2 separate regions of the Mus musculus genome follow, and region 2 is linked to region 1. The links are chromatin contacts, called in public promoter capture Hi-C maps. All regions are on one chromosome and are shown on one strand. The core of a region is the stretch at or near the end of the contact, and the rest is flanking DNA. Distances in the headings are between cores, read along the strand shown. Region 1 holds the start of Pbdc1 (polysaccharide biosynthesis domain containing 1). Region 2 holds the start of Magt1 (magnesium transporter 1).

Region 1 (4,265 bases), core at 546-3,045:
TGGGTTCGGTAGTTAAAACAACACGGAAAACTTAACAATTTACGTTGCTGAGAACCGTGATTAGCATAGCATCATACACTAAAATTACATACTGATTTCAGCTTAATGATGACAACTCACTTTATAATAGACTTCAGCATGCTGCATTGCTCGAATGGCCCAAGCCATTTCAATATCAGGCTGTAAAAGAGAAAGAACATCAGTTCAGAAATCTCAGTCCTGCAAAGGATAAGAAATTAAGACATCTTGCTAAATCTCAAGAAGTCTACAGAAAATGTTGCTGTCAGGGATAAAAACTGAATAAGTGGATTTGGCGATATAAATCTTTCGTCCCAACGGTGACCAAAAGAAACTGTCAATACAGAATAACAAAAACAATGAACTGCTGGGCAGTGGTGGCGCACACCTTTAATCCCAGCACTTGGGAGGCAGAGGCAGGCAGATTTCTGAGTTCGAGGCCAGCCTGATCTACAGAGTGAGTTCCAGGAGAGCCAGGGCTACACGGAGAAACCCTGTCTTGAATAAACCAAAAACAAACAAAAAAAAACCCAATGAACTACTGGACATCTTTTTCTCCAGCATCAAGTGATAACTATTATACTAAATGAAATAAAAATACAATTTATCATTACATATGTAATATATATTGTATTATATAAAAAATTAAACGTAACTTACATTAATATACCCACTTACATACATCAGAGTTGTTGGGAGGACAAAAATACATGTGAAACTATTTTTCACTTTCCTGAGTGTAGCAATGCTATAGTCATCATTTGTCTTTATCAGATAGCCAATTTTCCATTCTGTAAAACTCCAGAACAAATGATGTAGCTAAATTATATATAAGCATATCTGAACAAGTACCCACTGGACTTTCCTTTTTCATCCTGCCTGCTGTCCCCTTCATGATGCCAGAAAAATCCATCTACACATGCACCTCCCACCTTAGACCAAGACATTTTCCTACCTTTGAATCTATATTTTCTGTCCACTTATACTTTGAGGATCCAGTTCCAGTGACATTTCCCAGATGTAATCTACTGCCTCCATCCTTAAAAATCTCTCCTGCTAAGCCCTTTCCATCCTATTGCTTGAACCACTCATCTAGTACACATTACATCCTGACTGCTATCTCTGTCGTCTTTTTCTTCCCTTATCTCCCGACATTTGTACAGAGGTCCAAATGACACACACCACAAACCGGTGCCACTTTACCGCGCAGTGCAATCATTCATTTTAAAGGTTCTCTAAAAACTACTATGTTTTAGCTCTTCTTCCCCCAGACATTATGACTTGATCTGCTGTGGGCTGTAATCTGGTTGTGCCTCTGGTGCTGTGGCTTCCCAGGTGGTTTCTAAATCATAGAAAGTTAGCGACTCACTTTCACGTGGTCTAAAGTACTACAATTACACTGACTTGAAGGTACTATTTTCGGCTGAGGTGGGAAAGTCTGAAGATATCAAACAGTAAAGGAGCTTATAATTTAAAGCTGGGTGGGCGGGAAGTTGAGGTGAGTCATACTCACGTCGTTGCCATATGACTCCGGAGGGTGAGAGAGCGCATGGGCGATGGACAACGCTTCCCCAGAGACCTGAGGAGAAAAAAAAAAGCGGAGCTGAATGAGCGATTCTTTGACTCCTTGGGCCGCTCACCACCCCATCTCCACTTAGGTATTTAACCAACTCCAGAGTAGTATCTCACCGGCTCTTCGCTTTCGCCGGCAGCATCCATGTCGCCGCTAGGTAAGTGCGGCTTTCTCGTCCCGGAAGTGACCTGTTGCGCGCGCTGCTTTCACAGTTAACTGAAAGCAATAGGGCGGAAACAGAGACCAGTTTCTCCGTCTGCGCCTGCGTGCGCCCTCCCTCTGCAGAGGAAGCGGTGGCTCCGCCTTATCCGGGCCACGCAGGCGCCAGCGAACGCGTGTTGTTACCTAGCAACACTGTTCCTCTAGCCTAGGTGATAGAATATTCAATAAATCAATGGGGAAAATAAGTTATATGAAAAAAAAAACATTTTTAAACGATGCTGTTATTAAATCCCTTGTGTGCCGTGTTTCCAGTTCACGCGCGCGCAAACACACACACACACACATACGCCCGCCTTAACCACTTACAAGCAAGGTTCTAGAAGCAGGACGGTGGAATTCTGGGATGAAGAAGAAGAATTTGCTACCTGTTTTGGAAGAACTAGCAGAGTGAGGTAACAACGAGGTGTGCTTCATTATACACTGTGGGAGCATACCTGAGCTGAGTCATGATGGGTGCTTAACCAAGCAGGTCAGAAAGACTCAAGACAGAGGGAACGTGCATGGGCAGAGGTATTAGTGAAAAGGCATTAGAATATCTTGCAAAGAACAATCTAGCTGGAACAGATTGCAGTCAAGAGCTTTGTACGGTGAATTTTAATGAGATGAGAATTAAAAAAAAAAAAAAAAAAAAACCACAAGTCAAGGGGTTTTTGTTTTTGTTTTGGATTGGCATTTGTTTGTTTGAGACTTCTCCACTCTCATTTCCACAGAAGCTGTTCGAGTTTGGAATCTCACCAAAAGTGAACAAGAATTCCCATTCCCACATCCTCACCAAAATTTCTTATCAGTTGTTTTCTTGACCTTAATCTTTCTAAATTGGGGTAACATGAACCTCAGAGTTGTTTTAATTGGCATTTCCCTAATTGCTATAGATGCTAAAGTTTTAACGATAATCCTTAGCCAATTTTTCATCTCTTTTTTGGTTTGTTTTTGTTTTTTGCGTTTTTTTGTTTTTGTTTTTTGGGGTTTTTTGTTTGTTTGTTTTTTTGTTTGTTTTGTTTTGTTTTTCTGAGAATTCTCTATTCAGATCTGGAGCTGCCCCCTCCCTCCAGCCATTTTAAACTGGATCCTTGGCTTTCTGGAATCCTTTTTTTTTTTTTTTTTTTTTCCTTCCTATATTCTGGATAGTTTATCAGATGAGTAGCTGCCAAATATTCTCTCCCACTATGGGCTTCCTCTCTATTAGCTTATTGTTCCATTTTCTGTACACAAGTATTTTAGTTTTATGAGGTCTTCTTTGTTAATTGTTTGCCTTAATTCATAATTGAATGGAGTCCCGCTCAAAAGTCTCTTGCTACACCTATATGTTGTAGGGCTTCACCCATCTATTCTTATAGCAGTTCCAGCTTTACAGGTTTCACATTGATCTATTTGATCCATTTCAAGTTGATTCTAGTTCAGGGTAATGCATTCAGAATGCTGTAAAACTACATGCATTCATGTTTGGACTTCTATTTTGTTCTGTTGATTTCCTAGTCTGTTTTGGTGCCGTTACTGTAGTTTTTTATTATTATTATTATTGTAGTGCTGAAATCTTACCAAATTGTATAACTAAAACTATACTATTCCTTGACATCTATCCAAAGGGCACAGTGTCCTGTTTTACAGATACTTGCTCAGCCACATTCATCACTGCTCTGTTCATAACAGTTGGAAATTGGAAACAACCTAAATGCTTTCTCTCTCTGATTTGTGGATTCTAGATCTGAATCTTAAGAGGTGAGTGTAGAACCTGAAGTTAACACAGAAACCATGAAGGTTAAAGGAGAGAATGGGGAAGGGGTAAAATGAGCTATAAAGCAAGGTGAAGAGAACGAATTGGGCAATTAGAAAACTGAAGAGGCTTTATCTAGCAGGAGGGAGGGCAATCCAGATGAAAAGGGAGGGAAGGGGGATAAAGAGAACTAAAAGTCATTGAAAAAGCCACAGCCATTACAGAAACATTATTTTAGGTTTGCTTAAAATAAATATGTAATATAATTAATATATGTAAATGAAAATGTAATGAAGTTACAGCAAGTGTAGTGACAATGCTCCCTCCAATCCAGACTGCTTAACAAAAATCTCTGGTGTCAGATATTGGGACACTTCCCTTCAAGTTGTTGCTCAGGGGAGTTCAAGGGACTCCCCAAACAATAAAAAGATGTGGAAGGTTATAACTTGAAGACAAAATTAGAAGCAGACCAGCTTGAAGGGGGTAGATGATACAACACTGACAGTTGCAGAATGAATAATGCCCTCTAGAACAATTTGATATGGAGTATAAAGGAGAATTAGGGTCCTAGTGTGAACCACAGGCTTTCCAGCAAAACTGGGAGGAGGGTGCTGTTACTGACTTAGAAGACACAGGAGGAAAGCTGAGTGCCATTTGAGGAGCTTAGTTGGAATATCTTTTTTTTGTTTGTTTTTTTGTTTTTTTGAGACAGGGTTTGTCTGTACAGCCCTGTCTGTC
Region 2 (4,788 bases), core at 2,235-4,734, 930 kb before region 1:
CCTGGAACTCACAGAAAAAGTCCTGCCTTTGCCTCCCAAGTGCTGGGAGATCAATTGACCTTTTTCCCCTAAGGATTCCAGTTCATGTGCATCTGGCAAGAATACTATATATGTATCTTCTTAAGAAACTCTGTGTAGGGCTGGTGAGATGGCTCAGTGGGTAAGAGCACCCGACTGCTCTTCCAAAGGTCCAGAGTTCAAATCCCAGCAACCACATGGTGGCTCACAACCATCCTTAATGAGATCTGATGCCCTCTTCTGGTGTGTCTGAAGACAGCTACAGTGTACTTACATATAATAAATAATAAATAAAAAAAAAAAAAAAAAAAAAGAAACTCTGTGTAAGCCAGGTCTCCCTATGTAACCCAGACTGGCTAGAACTTACTATGTAGCCCAGACTGGCCTAGAATTTGCAATTCTTTTGCCTTAGCTTCTCTAGTGTCATGATTAGATAAATAATGTACAAATCAAACTCTGCTTTTTAGAGCATCCTATCAAAAGGTATAGGATCTTAGCATGTCCCATTCAGTAATAGTATGAACTTAATCATTTAATCCAAGCACTGCATACCAGATTTCTACACTTTAAAGTCACCGCTTTCCCTTTGTAATTAAAAAAAAAAAGTATCTTGAGTGGAAAGGAGGGATGTGTGCAAAAAAAAAAAAAAAAAGGTAACTCCAATGCATAATGACTATCCTATTCTGCATAAGCTTCTATCCACTATGTTTTGTATCCATTGGTAATTCTTTACCACACTGTGTCTGTATGACCACTGCAGTTCATATGCCTAAAGCAACCTGAGTGAGCATAAAACAGAGATACTCAAACCACCATGCTTATTTGGTATGCTTGTTTATTTTTTAAGATTTATTTATTTATTATATGTAAATACACTGTAGCTGTCTTCAGACACACGGGAAGAGGGCATCAGATCCCCATTACAGATGGTTGTGAGCCACCATGTGGTTGCTGGGACTTGAACTCAGGACCTCTGGAAGAGCAGTCAGTGTTCTTAACTGCTGAGTCATCTCTCCAGCCCCTTGTTTGTTATTTTTGTGTTTGTTTCTTGGAGACTAGATTTCATCCTGTAGTAGAGGCTAGCTTGGAATTTACTATGGAGCCACTCCTGGCCTCAATCTCCTGGCAAGCTGCCTGCTTCAGTTTCCCAAGATGATAGGTGTGAGCTGACATACCTAATAATTTAACCATTTAAAAATTTTTCTTTTTAAATTTTGAGGTAAGCTCACACCAAGTGGCTCATATGGGCCGTTAACTCACTCTAAAGTAGAGAGACAGGCATTGAACTTGTAATCCTCCTACCCCAGCTTCCCAAGTAGGAGTTAAACTGACCTATGAGGCCCAGCTTAATTTTTTCATATCCTACTTTCTCCTCTCCTTTGAAACAGGGACTCGCCATGTAACCTATGTGGGCCTCAAAGTTGGGATTTTCCCACTCTAGTCTCCCAAGTGCAGGGATTACAGGAGTATGCCACCACATGTGGCTATTGCTTTCTCTGTGTGTCTCTCTCTGTCTGTCTCTCTTCTGCTCTCTTCTCATCTGTCTTTTTGTTTATTTTGTTTTGTTTTGTCTTGTTTTGCTTTGTTTTGTTTGAGACAGGGTCTCTTGTAGCTCAAGGAGGAACTCCCTATGCAGCCTAGACTGGCATTAATCCCTGATATCCTCCTGCCTCTATCTCCTGAATACTGAGATTACAGGTATGCACCGCCAGGCTCATTTTATTTCATATCTCTTTATGTGGAGACCAATTACTTTCCTTTCTTTTTTTTTAAAGATTTATTTATTACTTATACAGCATTCTGCCTGCATTATTCCTGCAGGCCAGAAGAGGGCACCAGATCTCATTATAGAAGGCTATAAGCCACCATGTGGTGGCCAGAAATTGAACTCAGGATCTTTTGGGCCTGCTCTCAACCACTGAGCCATTTTTCCAGCCCGTCCCTCTTTTAAAGCAGTTACTTTCCTTTCAACAATCATCTCCTTAACTCTCCAAATAGTGGAATTATTATAATTCTGTGGGGTTTTTGCTTTCTAGCAGGACCTAAAAGAATAATCACATAGTATGTTCCACACATTCAAAATAAATGCACCTTGGGCTTTGGATGTAGTTGTGATAAAATGCTTGCCCAGCTTGTGTGGGGTCCTTTACTCAATCCTTTACTGTGCCCTGTGCTGCAAAATAAATAAATAAATAAATCCAAATTATAATGTGTGTGTGTGTGTGCACGCGCTTGTGTGTATACTGAGGAAATATTGAGGATTAAACCTATGTGTTTACAAATAACAGTTAAATGTCCTATCAACTGATCTATATTTCCCCAATGTCTTAGGGTTACTGTTGCCATGTTATAACACCCTGACCAAAGCAACTTCATCAGGAGTTGCAGTCATAGGAACAGTACTTAAGCCATCTTCAAGAATAGTATGTGCTTGAAAAAAAGATTGGTGTGGGGGGGTGGCAGCGTGAATGTACATGCAATGGGTGTGTGCCTGGTCTCTGTAAAGATCAGAAGAGTGCATCAGATCTCCTGGGACTACTAGGCTGTTACCCACCATGCCGGTCCCGGGAGGGTCTTCTCCCAAAAACAGTTAAATGTTCTCAACCCTTGAGACATTTCTCCAGCACCTGTCCCAGAGTATTATACTAAAGGAGCAAATTTCAACAAAACAAAACAAAACCACTTTTGATGTAAGATATTTGGATGTTTTGGGTGTTGTCAGCGCTGAGGTTTGGGCTGAGAAATTAATTTTGCTTACCAGAGGGTATAATGCAAGCTTCTGCTTTAGACCACGTAGTTCCCTTGGACTTGGCTAGAATGGAACTCTGAAGGTTCCTTGAATTGTTGAATTCCTAATCGTCCTGCCTCCACTTCCACCTCCCAAACCTGGGAGTTTGGCTGGGAGAAATCACGAGGGCTCCTTTATGTTTGAGACAATCTTACATTAATCAGGTGGCCTGGGATCCGGACAATGGAGCCAAAGATGACCTTGAACAATTGATGCTCTTGCTTTCACATTCAAAATGCGTGGATTAGAGGCTTTTGTTACTTAGGCCAGCTCAAAATCAAACAGTTCTAAAGGAAGGAACGCTTTCTAGATGATGATTCCATTTTTAAACGTACAAGCCATTTTGTGCCTCAAAAAAAAAAAAAACCAACAAAAAAAAACCTCAGCGCCATTTCAAACCTGCGCATGTGTACTAAAAGTTCGCTGAGCGCGATGTCTTTACACGTAGGAAAAGGGTGCAGCCTTTTCAGCGGACCAATAAGAAACCTCCAGATTATCCTTTTCCGATTGGCTCCCGGGAACCAATCGGAAAAGAACTTTTTTTTTTTTTTTAAAAGCGGGCGTCTGCTGAGCGTGAGGTCACGTGAGGGGTCGAGCGGCAGGGCTGAGCCGAGCCAATGGGGAGCGGCAAGGGCTCGGTTCGCCCGTTCTCACGCCCCACCCTCGGACCGTGCTGGAAGAAAGTTTCGCCCCGCCGCCAAGAGAGAAGCGTGAACATGGCCTCGCCAAGGTGGTTCTGGTCTGTGTGTGCGATCGCAGCGGTGGCACTGCTGCTCGTTTCCAAGGTTCCTTCGGCCTCTGCCCAAAGAAAGAAGGAGGTGAGGCGGCGCCTGCCAGCGGCAGGGACTTTCTCGACTTGGGGCTAGAAAGGGTCCGCTCGCCCCTTCCCAGGGATCTGTGCTGGGCGTGACTTGGAGTCCGCGGTTGGGAGGAAGTTGGCTTCACAAAAGCGGGAGCTGCAACTTCTTGTATTGTAGGGTTTCACATTCAAAAGCAGGCTGGAGTAGGTGACCACCTCGCTTCCAGCAGCTGGGGAACGTGCAGCTACAAGTAGTGACACTCCTGGAGTTTGGACCGCTTTGGGTGTTGGGCTGAGGAGCTCGTTTTGCTACCCAGAGGATATAATAATGCAAGCTTCTGCTGCCGACCATATGTAGCTCTCTCGGACATGTGTCTGTCATGTCAACCCAGGAGTGGAAAAATTAGATGAGTGAGATGATGCCAGTTTCATGCCCGTGTTCAAGCGTTCAGAATGTGTAAAACGTCTGTATTTGGTGACGGACACCAATCACGAAAGAGCAAACTAAGCCCCCCCCCCCCAATTTATGGAACAGGCAGTCTTTGAGATGTAGAAAACATACAATATTCGTATTCCTTTCTGTTTATTTTTTTGTTCTGTTTCATTTGAAGCATTCTCCCCCCTATAGCCCATTCTGGCCTTGACCTCATGACAATCCTTTGCCTTTCAAGTGCTGAGGTTACAGGTGTGAGCTGGGACGGCCCAGCTTTTTTTTTTTTTTTTTTTTTTTTTTTAGCTTGATGTTTAGCAGTCTGAACATATGGATTTTAGCCCCGTGTTTCTGAACATTTGTGACTTAGAACCATATACTCATAGAGCTTTAAAAAACTGGTGATAATTATTTATACCCTCTAATTTTATAAGGAAGAGCAGCCCTAGTTTTACACAGTTAATTACTGTATTTAAAGTAGACTAAAGCCATTAACTCTAATGCCATTTCCAGTGCATTCTTTAGTACACAAAACCTATAAGGACATTTTTGAAATACCAGTTAAACATTGCAGCTATTAAGTTATATAAATAAACTAATTTCTGTATCTATCTGAGTATTTGAATTATTTCATAAGATTAAAAACTAAGCAAAGCCTCATATGGTGGGCATGCCTGTATTCAGAACACTGTAGTGAAAGAGGTTCAGGAATTCAAGGTCATCCTTGGCCAATAAGTGAATTAGAGCTAGCCT

Evidence for each region. Promoter capture Hi-C pulls out the DNA fragments that hold promoters and counts their contacts.
Region 2: a promoter capture Hi-C map of neural stem cells shows a contact between it and region 1. The contact joins the promoter of Magt1 here to the promoter of Pbdc1 in region 1. A contact is called at or near these places in 18 of 39 promoter capture datasets (the 3T3-L1 cell line, 3T3-L1-derived adipocytes, the C10 cell line and 10 more), 15 of 484 Hi-C or Micro-C datasets (B cells, the C10 cell line, CD4 T cells and 11 more), 16 of 115 datasets of contacts at active chromatin or transcription factors (the 230-238 cell line, the NIH/3T3 cell line, astrocytes and 9 more) and 4 of 9 other capture datasets (adipose tissue, liver, macrophages and 1 more).

Annotation. Positions count from the first base shown.
Region 1 is chrX:105,077,286-105,081,550 of GRCm38.p6, reverse strand. Pbdc1 (polysaccharide biosynthesis domain containing 1) reads right to left here and starts at 1,795. Exons shown (of 6, transcript NM_026312.5): 1 at 1,708-1,795; 2 at 1,532-1,597; 3 at 121-180. The coding sequence starts at 1,737.
Region 2 is chrX:106,010,498-106,015,285 of GRCm38.p6, reverse strand. Magt1 (magnesium transporter 1) reads left to right here and starts at 3,484. Exons shown (of 10, transcript NM_001190409.2): 1 at 3,484-3,624. The coding sequence starts at 3,523.